Linked DNA regions of Zea mays: regions 2 and 3 are each linked to region 1. A link is a contact called in public Hi-C data. All regions are on one chromosome and are shown on one strand. Each heading gives the region's core, a stretch centred on a gene start, on an enhancer-like site or on the middle of the called end of the contact. The rest is flanking DNA. Distances are from core to core; before and after follow the strand shown.

The links. A called contact is a pair of places that touch in the nucleus more often than the background predicts.
Region 2: a Hi-C map of leaf shows a contact between it and region 1, with 9 times the contacts expected there. The contact joins the promoter of LOC100381508 here to the enhancer-like site in region 1. A contact is called at or near these places in 5 of 25 Hi-C or Micro-C datasets (bundle sheath, ear, endosperm and 2 more) and 1 of 3 datasets of contacts at active chromatin or transcription factors (leaf).
Region 3: a contact with region 1 is called in a Hi-C map of ear, with 5 times the contacts expected there. The contact joins the promoter of LOC103638222 here to the enhancer-like site in region 1. A contact is called at or near these places in 2 of 25 Hi-C or Micro-C datasets (ear and tassel).

What each region holds. Positions count from the first base shown.
Region 1 is chr9:33,391,298-33,394,425 of Zm-B73-REFERENCE-NAM-5.0, forward strand. No RefSeq gene overlaps it. Among protein-coding and RNA genes, the nearest start is that of LOC100274657, 41 kb to the left of the region's middle. Within about 2 kb of position 1,499, at least 15 of the 20 cell types and tissues checked have an H3K27ac peak or open chromatin away from gene starts, as enhancers often do. A contact at or near this core is called in bundle sheath, ear, leaf and 1 more, where this site is marked.
Region 2 is chr9:33,202,389-33,205,581 of Zm-B73-REFERENCE-NAM-5.0, forward strand. It overlaps LOC100381508, which reads right to left and starts at 1,704. Exons shown (of 12, transcript NM_001361435.1): 1 at 1,272-1,704; 2 at 738-941; 3 at 506-651; 4 at 135-397. The coding sequence starts at 1,661.
Region 3 is chr9:33,585,796-33,589,154 of Zm-B73-REFERENCE-NAM-5.0, forward strand. It overlaps LOC103638222 (3-ketoacyl-CoA synthase 5), which reads right to left and starts at 2,027. Exons shown (of 2, transcript XM_020544094.2): 1 at 1,696-2,027; 2 at 1-1,160. The coding sequence starts at 2,027. The coding sequence ends at 23.

The DNA.
Region 1 (3,128 bases), core at 249-2,748:
GATTAGGTTAAAACAATAATAAGCCTTACATATAAAAACCAAGTTAAAAATATTCTCAAACTATAATACTCCCTCCATCTCAAAATAAAGTTCTTTCTAGCCCTTTTTACATCCACATTCGAATAGATGATAATAAATATAGACATACACGCAAACTACATTCATAGATTAATTAATGAATGTATATTAAGTCTAAAACAAATTATATTTTTGGGATGTATGGAGTATAAAATAGATGAAAAGCTATAACGATAGTTTATAAAATGTAGTGTAGGTATGAAAAGGGATTATCTAATTTTTTTAGTTGGACCTTCTAAATACACAATTATCTTGACTTAATCCTACACCAAGCAGTCTAGTATTCAGTGGCATTTCACGAGTCGTGCTTGTCAAAAAATTTAAGCGATCAAATGCTGGATTGTTGATTTTATGATTGTATTGTCCGTTCAACAACCCACCTCGAGACTTCGTTGATAAGTCTTAAGGTCATAGCCTTGAACACAAAAAATTACAAGCTACAAGATAATTAGCACAATATTCTTTCTATGTTGCCATTTTTAGATAATTTTTTTATTTTTTTATAAATATATTCGTATATATACAGCATATATGCTGGACACGTGGAGTATGTAGGGCATACCTAGCATACCCCTAGTTACGCCACTGATACAACATAATAGCACACATTCTAGGTTAGACACCTGGGCTCAATACTAGCGTGCACAGCCGTGGGCGGCAGCCTGGCCTGTTTTATTTGGGTTTATGACCGTTAGAATCGACTTGTGCAAGCTAAACGTTTCGTTTATCAGTCTGTTTCTGTGAGAATCGTTTTTGTAAAAACAGTCTAAATGAATGTGAATGTAGAATATGTCGAGTCGTCATGACGGAAGAAATCCATCGCTTTCTAAACACTAAATCGTGTAGACCTTTTAATCTTATTCCGCACGTAAGCCCCACGATATTTAAATTCTTGTAACAGCTAGATTATCCAGTAATTCAGATTCTCAGAAAAAGCTTTTAAGAAAAAAAGGGCTCAAAGTATAGTATGTAAGACCATGATAGATTTCATATTTGTGTTTAAAATATACCACATAATCAGAAAAGAAAAATGAAATATTGATTAAAGTTGTCTCTCATGGTGAAGAGTTTTATTCAGCACTATTTGTATAGGTAACATGCGAGAGCCTATTTCATATTTTTTTATCAATGGCTTGTCATGTTATCTAAATTGCTGACATGATACATTATTTTAATGTGAATAAAACTTCTATAAAACTACATTTTGACTGGCCTAGCGAGCGGTTAGCGGTGGCAAGCCCGGTCAAAGATTCCACGTGCATTCATGGCGGCCCGTCACGGCCCGGCCGAACATCTGGCCCTTGCCATGCTCCGACACATTTGTATAAAAATAACGCGCACGGATCCAGCTACTGGCCGCCATCCTTGGTCGTGGGCTCGTGGCGCTGCCAGCGGCAGGGTCGCGATAAATGGGCGCCGGCCGGACTCGACCGAACAGCAGAAGCAGCACACGCCCGGCACGGCAAGAATTGAAAACGGACGCCCTGAGGCTGGCCGGCGCAGAGGGCGCACGCGGCCAGAGCCGCATCGAGCGAGGCAAGTGCAAGTGCAAGTGCAATGCAATGCAATGCAGCATCGTACGTGCCCATCCATCTTTGCCATGGGCAGTAGTAACAGTAACTTCACTTGTCACAGTACATTTTGCTAGCAATGCATGTAATCGATCCAACTCGCTGTACATTTTTCCTTTTTTTAAACGGGCAAAAGTTATTTATTAGTTCTAGTTTGGTAACCCTATTTTTTTCAAGGGATTATTCTTTTCTTAATTAAAATTAGTTCATTTTCCCTTATAAAATAGGAATCCTTTGAAAAGTAGAGTTCCCAAACTAGCCTAAAAAAATTTAGAAAAAAGTTTTTTAAAAAAGAGAGAAGGGTACACGATCTAGAGGACCGCGAGTCGCATCCCATCCCATCCCGTCCCGGACAGGTGCGCGTTGCTGATGTCCGGCCGCATCCCGTACCTGTTGATGATCATGTCCGTGAAGGACGGGATGAGCGCGAACATGCTGCATTTGACCACCACACGATGTCGATGGCGATGGGGCTGATCACGGCCGCATCCTGTAGCTGCCTCAGCTGATGAGCTGGCCACAAGCTCATTCTGTTTGCTGTCGTCGGACCTGCTGGCGCGAGCGCGTGCGTGCTCGAACGAGACGAATGGCACTGTGGAGTGTGCGTGAGACTGTGAGAGTGAGCTCAACACTCAGCTGCTAAAAGCGAGTGTGATCTTCTGAGCGGGAGAGGAAGGAGAAGGAATGGCTAGTTTTTAAAGCCGGTGGGATCAGCAAGGGGATTATCGACGCATCTTGGTGGGCCACGAGGGTCTTTACTCGTCCACGCTAGCGAGCTGCCGCATCGGCATGGTTCACCGATAAATCTGATGAAATCATGTCGCTAATCAAATTTATGCAGTTGTGTGAACTTTTTCTCACTAAGCAACTATTGAGATATAGTGTTCATAGCTCAGTAAAAGGGCAGGTTGCCATGTTTTTACATGTGGTAGGTCATAACCAAAGGTTTAGAGTTATACACATGACCTTTCGAAGGTCTATTGAGACCATCAGTAGATACTTCGGGGAAAGTATTGTATGTTGTTGGTGAACTGAGGAATGAAATGATCTTGCCACCTTCAACTGCTACACCAACCAAAATTAGAGATAGCCACAAATGGTACCCCTATTTCAAGGTCAGCCAAATCCAAACACATCACTTCTTTTCATGTTGGGTTTGTAGTAACAAATGTTTGCCCTAATATGTAGGACTGTATTGGTGCCATTGATGGCACTCATGTGTTAACAAGAGTTCTTAGATATCAAAGGGATGCCTTCCTTGGTAGGAAACACAACACAACAGAGAACATCTTAGTTGTTGTAGACTTTGATCTAAGGTTTACATATGTTCTTGCTGGCATGGAGGGATCAACATATGATGCCTTATCCTAGCTGTTGCCCTTGAGAGAGAAGATGGTATAAAAGTGCCCCAAGGTAAAAAATAGTATTGGTCTACACAATGCGCATTTTCCTTAGTATTCCCTAATATATGATCTATGA
Region 2 (3,193 bases), core at 454-2,953, 190 kb before region 1:
CAGGTTTATTCATTTCATTGGAGTTAGTTACTTTGTCCTTTGTCAGAGATTCATATTCACAATGAACATGAACTGAGCAACAAAATCTGGAGAAAGGTCAGTTTGAAAGTAGGAGACAGACTGGGATGAAGAACCTTTTTCACCATTTGCAGTGAAGTACTGCCTAATACTGTGCCCATCTTGCACTCGCAAAGCACCATCTTTTAGAAGCACTGCCATTACAGATTCTCCAACTGATTCATATGTCTCGACATCAAGAAATCTGAGAAGGGAAATCACATCCCCTCCACAGTACTTAACAAGCCACTCATCCTTCAGCATCTTCAGGCACTCGTTGTTTACTGAAGCAGACCTATCAGATAGGCCCCTGTGAAGGACAGTAGTCCTTTGCTTAATGCTGAAACCAAAACAAAACAAAGAATAAAAATTCACTGATACAGTAAGTTTTGTGCTTTTCATGCACGTGCATTGGTCTGTTCTAATTCCAATGTATGTGATTACTCACCTAAGAGTCTGCAGGGGAAATTTAGTTGCAAGCACAGAATATGCTGCTCGTCTAACTGATTCACTAATGTCAAGCATTGATTCAACTACGCTCTCTAGTGTATTATTTGATGGTGGAAGAGAAAAAACTATTGTCTTCCGAACCTCCTTCAAAAATGAAACAAGGCCACAATTAGATACAGAGAGATGAACACGTCGAATACTAGTAAGCTATTAAGAACGATATCACATACAGCATTCGGCTCATTGTCTAGGGTCTCGAGGAATAGGTCAACAATGCCACCATCCTCTCCTTCAACTGCAAAACGGGACAATGCTCGCACAGCATAAGTGCGAATTGCAGCATTCTTATCTTGAACCCGGACCTTCATGCCATCAATTACTTCATCCCAAATCTCATCGCTCACCTCAGCATCATCTGGCAGCCGCATTATAATCTGCAAGCAGAATTGCAAATGCAATCTGAGTCGAAGGGGTCAACAATATGCAAATGAAGGACTTGCCATAACACTTCGGCGCAACTAGAACAAAATATGACTGATGATGACTAAATAAATCAGGCAACTTGTTACAAGGGCAACATCCGGACAAGTGCTTTATTGAAGCATATTTGCACAAGAGAGCTGAACCTAAGCTCAGTAGAAAAAGAACACAATTAAACACAACATACATTTAACATCTATAAACACCTCTATAGCGTGCTGACTAAGGGAAACTAGTTTTTCACTAAAATGGAGGCAACGTTTCCAGTGTTTTTCTTAGGTCACCTCAGAGATGATTTGGCATGCGCGGAATCGCGCGGGACGGTGCGCGGCCTTGGACGCGGTGACGAGGAACCGAAGGAACTCCTCGAGGAACCCGTTCCCACCATCGTCGGCCGATGATGCGGAAGCGGACGCGAAGGCAGAGATGAAGCGGGCGACGCGGTCAGATTCAGCGGATCGGCGGGCGAGGGCGAAGAGCGGCGTGACAGCGACGTGGAAGGCTGCGATGAAGAGGCGGCCGCCGCCTCCTGAAGAGGAGCGGAGGGCCGCGAGCTCCCGCAGCTTACGCGGTTGCACGGCGTGGGATGCGCGGCACTCGTCCAGCACCCGCGCCACCTCGCGCGCGAGACGATCGGAATCTCCAGCGCCGATGACGGCCGCGGCGGGCGCCATGGGGTACACCGTACACGGAGGAGGCGGAGTGGGTTTTGGGAGTGGGAAAGGGGAAATTTTTGAATCGTGGAGAGGGAACGGGATGAAATCGCTGAAAACATTGGAGCGGAACGTGCGCGATGCCATCACACTGCACAGTGGGACCGGTGTACGCGGTCACGCAGTGGTCGTTATGGGCTGGGAAAGTGGTTTTGTTATGGGCTCGTGCTGGGCTACAACTAATCACCTGGTCAGCTTCTCACTCGCAATAAATATGTTTCTCTTCTCTCTCTTCTCTATCTCTACTGCTATAAAACGTCAGTTTCGATAGTTGTTCTGCAACATGCGCAAAGCGTGTAGGTCTATTCTTCTTCTCTATCAGTGGGTTGTTACCCTATAGATAGATCGTTAAAACCACTCAAGCCCCTATTAGTGGGGCCGTTACTGAACAAATAGGTCGTGAGAACCCCACAAACCCAACACGACAGAAGTCGTCGCACGCAGCGCAATGCTCCTCGTAGTATCATCTCGTTAGGTAAAGATGAGCGAGCAACCGAACAGGCTAAGGGTCAGGTTCTTTTTCAACTCATATTTTTCTAGGCTTGTTAGCTAAAATAAAGTGTAATTTTTGTTCTTATATGTCGTCGCAACGCACAAACACCGTACTATTAAATAGAAATTATGTGTTTTCCTCTATAAAAAGTAAACAACATAGTTAAAAAATTAGAGCAAATTATGTCCATCGTACCATAACTTAACAGGTGACTACAAATTGATCCAACGACTTATAAACTGTTCAAGTAAATACCACAACTTGATAAATTGGTGTATGCAAAATCCAAACATGCTAATATGCCAAAATACGTACTCACCGGTTAGGATTAGAATTAATGGATAATCTAGCCAATATAAACATTCTAAACTAAACATGAACAATACTATATTGTTGCGTCTTTTTAGCCCAATACTAACGAACCCTACAACATGTGCACGGTGTGCAAGACCTTAGGATCGGCTCTACGGGTTGACAGAACGTCTACTAAGGTAGGTCACCAAAAGATATGTTTGCGCCTTTTGGGGACAAATACTAACGAACCATATGACCTATTGCAGAACCTTGGGTCGGCTTTGTGGGTTGGCAGACCGTCTGCGGTAGGTCACAGGACCATCCGCAACGAGTAGAGAGCTCACGGGTAAACATAGATCTAACCTCCCGGGAGGGACCCCGTCAGGGAGAATGGACTTTAGGGTTGTTCTAGTATCGATAGGCCACCTAGAACTCATCAAGTCAATGTAGAACATAAGAGAGGGAGAAGGGGTTGGAATATATCTAAAGTTGAAAAATAAAAAGGTAAATGACTAAAATAAAGGGAAATAGATTGGTTCGATTGGATTGTGTGTGTCTCAACCGGTCATACCTCTTCATATTTATAAAGGGATATCTTGACTCTTTCCTAAGCGAAGTCCAACAAAATCTCGTGAGATGTTCGGAGAATCCCGTGAGAAATCAGGACTCTGACCTAAACTGATCTAATCCCAGACTATCTGAGGTA
Region 3 (3,359 bases), core at 777-3,276, 200 kb after region 1:
TGTTGATGGACGTAGAAGCTAGTTAGTGCTTGAGCACGTCTGGAATGTCCACCGGGTACCTGTGGATGGACGTTGCCCAGGGTCCCTGCGCGTCCGCCGCGGGCGCGATGCACTCCCACGCCGCGCTGTTGCACTTGAAACCGGACCCAAAACCAATCATCCAGACTCGGTCACCCCTCCGCATCCGCCCCTTGGCCTCGATGTACGCTAGCTCGTACCACAGCGAGCTGCTGGACGTGTTCCCGAACCGGTGCAACGCCATCCTGGACGCCTCTACCTGCTCGTCCGACAGTTTGAGGCTGCGCTGCAGCTCGTCGATGACGGCGCGGCCGCCCGCGTGGATGCAGAAGTGGTCGAAGGCGGTGCGGAAGTCGGGGATGTACGGCTTGAACTTGCCGCTGAGCACCTTCCGCGCGATGAAGGAGAGGGCGAACAGGAGCTGCTCCGAGGCCGGGAGGACGAGGGGTCCCATGGCGGTGATGTTGGCCTTGAGCGCGTTCCCGGCGATGGTCATCAGGTCCTTGTTCAGGTTGATCCCGACGTTGCCGCTGTCGTCCTCCTGCTGGAACACGCACGTGTACGCGTTGTCCTGCGCGCCGGTGAGCGTGCGCACGACGTGCTTGAGGCGGAACCTGGCCTTGGCCGGGGAGTTGGACAGCAACGCCGCGGCGCCGCCTATGCGGAAGAGGCAGTTGGGAAGGAGCATGGCACGCTCGCTGCCGACGTAGTAGTTGGGCGTGATGGTCTCCGTGGAGACGACCAGCGCGTGCGTGCCTTCCGGAGCGACCTGGAGGAGGTTCCTGGCGAGCCCCACGGAGATGAGCCCGGCGCTGCACCCCATGCCGGAGAGGTGCACGCTGCGGACGTCGCTGCGCAGCCCGTACCTGTTTATGATCATGTCGACCAAGGACGGCGTGGGGCAGAAGAGGCTGCAGTTGGCGACGACGATGTCGATGGCGCCGGGGCTGACGCCCGTCTTGGCGAACAGGTCGTCGAGCGTCGAGAAGACGACGAGGTCCACCTCGCCGCGCGCCGCGTCGATGGTGCAGTACTTGTAGGGCGGGATGTAGTGGTGCGCGGGGGGCAGGCACGTCTCCTCCCCGAGCCCCGAGCGCTCCAGCAGCTTGGTCATGAACCGGATGCTGCGCTCGTTGAGCACCGGCACTGTTGGGAATAGTCCCACATTGTGTGGTGAGAGTGTGATAGCATGGTTTATAAGGTTGAGGGTGCAACCCCTGACAGGCTAGCTTTTTGGGGGAGTTTTGGCCCAAGAGACCTAAAAGCCCGCTGCTATACGTGCGGGCGCGTGTGTCGCGGCCCGACAGCCTGGGTGGGCGCGCCGTGTGTGCGGGCGGCCCCAACGGACACGCCGTGTGTCGGCGGTCCGGTTCCAACAATTGGTATCAGAGGCAGGTTGGCCCAGTGCATTCTCAGATAAATTTCGGCTCACAATGTGTGAGGGGGAGATTGTTGGGAATAGTCCCACATTGTGTGGTGAGAGTGTGATAGCATGGTTTATAAGGTTGAGGGTGCAACCCCTGACAGGCTAGCTTTTTGGGGAGTTTTGGCCCAAGAGACCTAAAAGCCCGCTGCTATACGTGCGGGCGCGTGTGTCGCGGCCCGACAGCCTGGGTGGGCGCGCCGTGTGTGCGGGCGGCCCCAACGGACACGCCGTGTGTCGGCGGTCCGGTTCCAACAGGCACCTGCTTCGCGTGCTCCAGGAAGGTGGAGAAGGGGACGCGGCAGTTGGACGCCGTGCGGAAGCAGGCGTAGTCCACCAGGTACACCGCCCGCGGCCGCAGCATGAGGTACACCGTGGCAGCCGCGGCCGGGACGAACGCGGCGAGGAAGAGGTGCGCGGGTCGCACCTCACCGAGCCGGCCGGCCAGTTCCTCCGGCGGCCCGAACCGCGCCGCGGCGACCAGCGCGGCCGCGGCGACCGGCACCGCCACGACGGCGAGGATGTTGTCCACGACCCGGCGGTACACGGCCATGAGGCCCCTGGCCAGCGGAGGTGGCGAGTTCATGCTGCCCCTTTTTTTCTTCTCTCTCTTTCTGCGATGCACAGACACTCTTGTGGGCACGCTTGTGCGAGTGGTGTCGATTCGGACAGGGAGCACCGAGGTGAGATTGTTTTAAAGCCGCGGCGGCGCAGGACCAGGACGGTCTCTTTCCTTAAGTCACACGCGAGCAGACTACCTCGCAACTCGCAGTAGACAGGCACATCACTACTTGAAACTTGATAGATAAAGCTGGTGCGAAGCAGCCTATTACTCGAAAGGACTTCAATTAGGAATTAACTGAATCTCGTTCGCCGCCAAGTTCGCGCGAGCGTTGTGTTTTAGTTTTTTTTTTTAATTTTCCGTATGTGTATGAGGGACAGTTCCTTTCACCCATTTGTTCTTTAAAAGGAAGCTTTATTAATCTTAGCCAATTACATCGAGTGATACAATTACACTAAGAAGTCTTACCCATTTGTTCTTTAAAAGGAAGCTTTATTAATCTTAGCCAATTACATCGAGTGATACAATTACACTAAGAAGTCTTACGGCCTCTACACAAATAGGGTGTACACAGCCACGAAAAATAAAAAAAAGACATACCAATAGTTATCATGTCACAGTGACAATAACCGACGCCACACAACTTAGACTTCAGAACCAACCCCTAACAAAGCAACACTTAGATCCCGTGAAGGCTCTCCAACAACAACATCTCCAAAGAGAATACGATACGCTCACGCACCGCTGTTGTATGAGCCAATAAGTTAAGGCCAGAACCAAAGTTTCCACCATAGAAAACAACTCCTTGAATTTCAAACAATGGCTCCAGCGAGACCGTTGCCAGGTACAACCAACTAAGATCAGACCTAGATATTTCTCCCTGAAATCAAAGAAACAATAAACACAGTACTACCATATCGGAGATCCAAAATTCCACCACCACCCCCAAACCGAGCTCGTGATGGCATACCACTCAGTCTTAGCCTATAATAATGACCACAAACTCTATGACAGACACAACACCCCATAGATAAGCACATCTACGATGACTTATTCGCGAACACGCCAATTGGCACACAAAATCAATCCGTAGGATCCATCTAAAGATGACGCGTCATCTAAGTAAGCGAATTCGTCGATCGATTCTAAGATGATACAAGTCACAAAGTATGTATGAACAACACTGGCTATGAAGACGTCGTTGCGAGGAGGAGATACAGTCACTTGACGAAAGCCACAGTGCGGACCTCCGCAAGACGACGATGGCAGCCGACTGCCAACCGATAGCTAAACGAACGGCCTAAACCATCGCGTCGAAACGCGAGGGCACAAGATCCGAAGGCGTGCCCCCCTAGA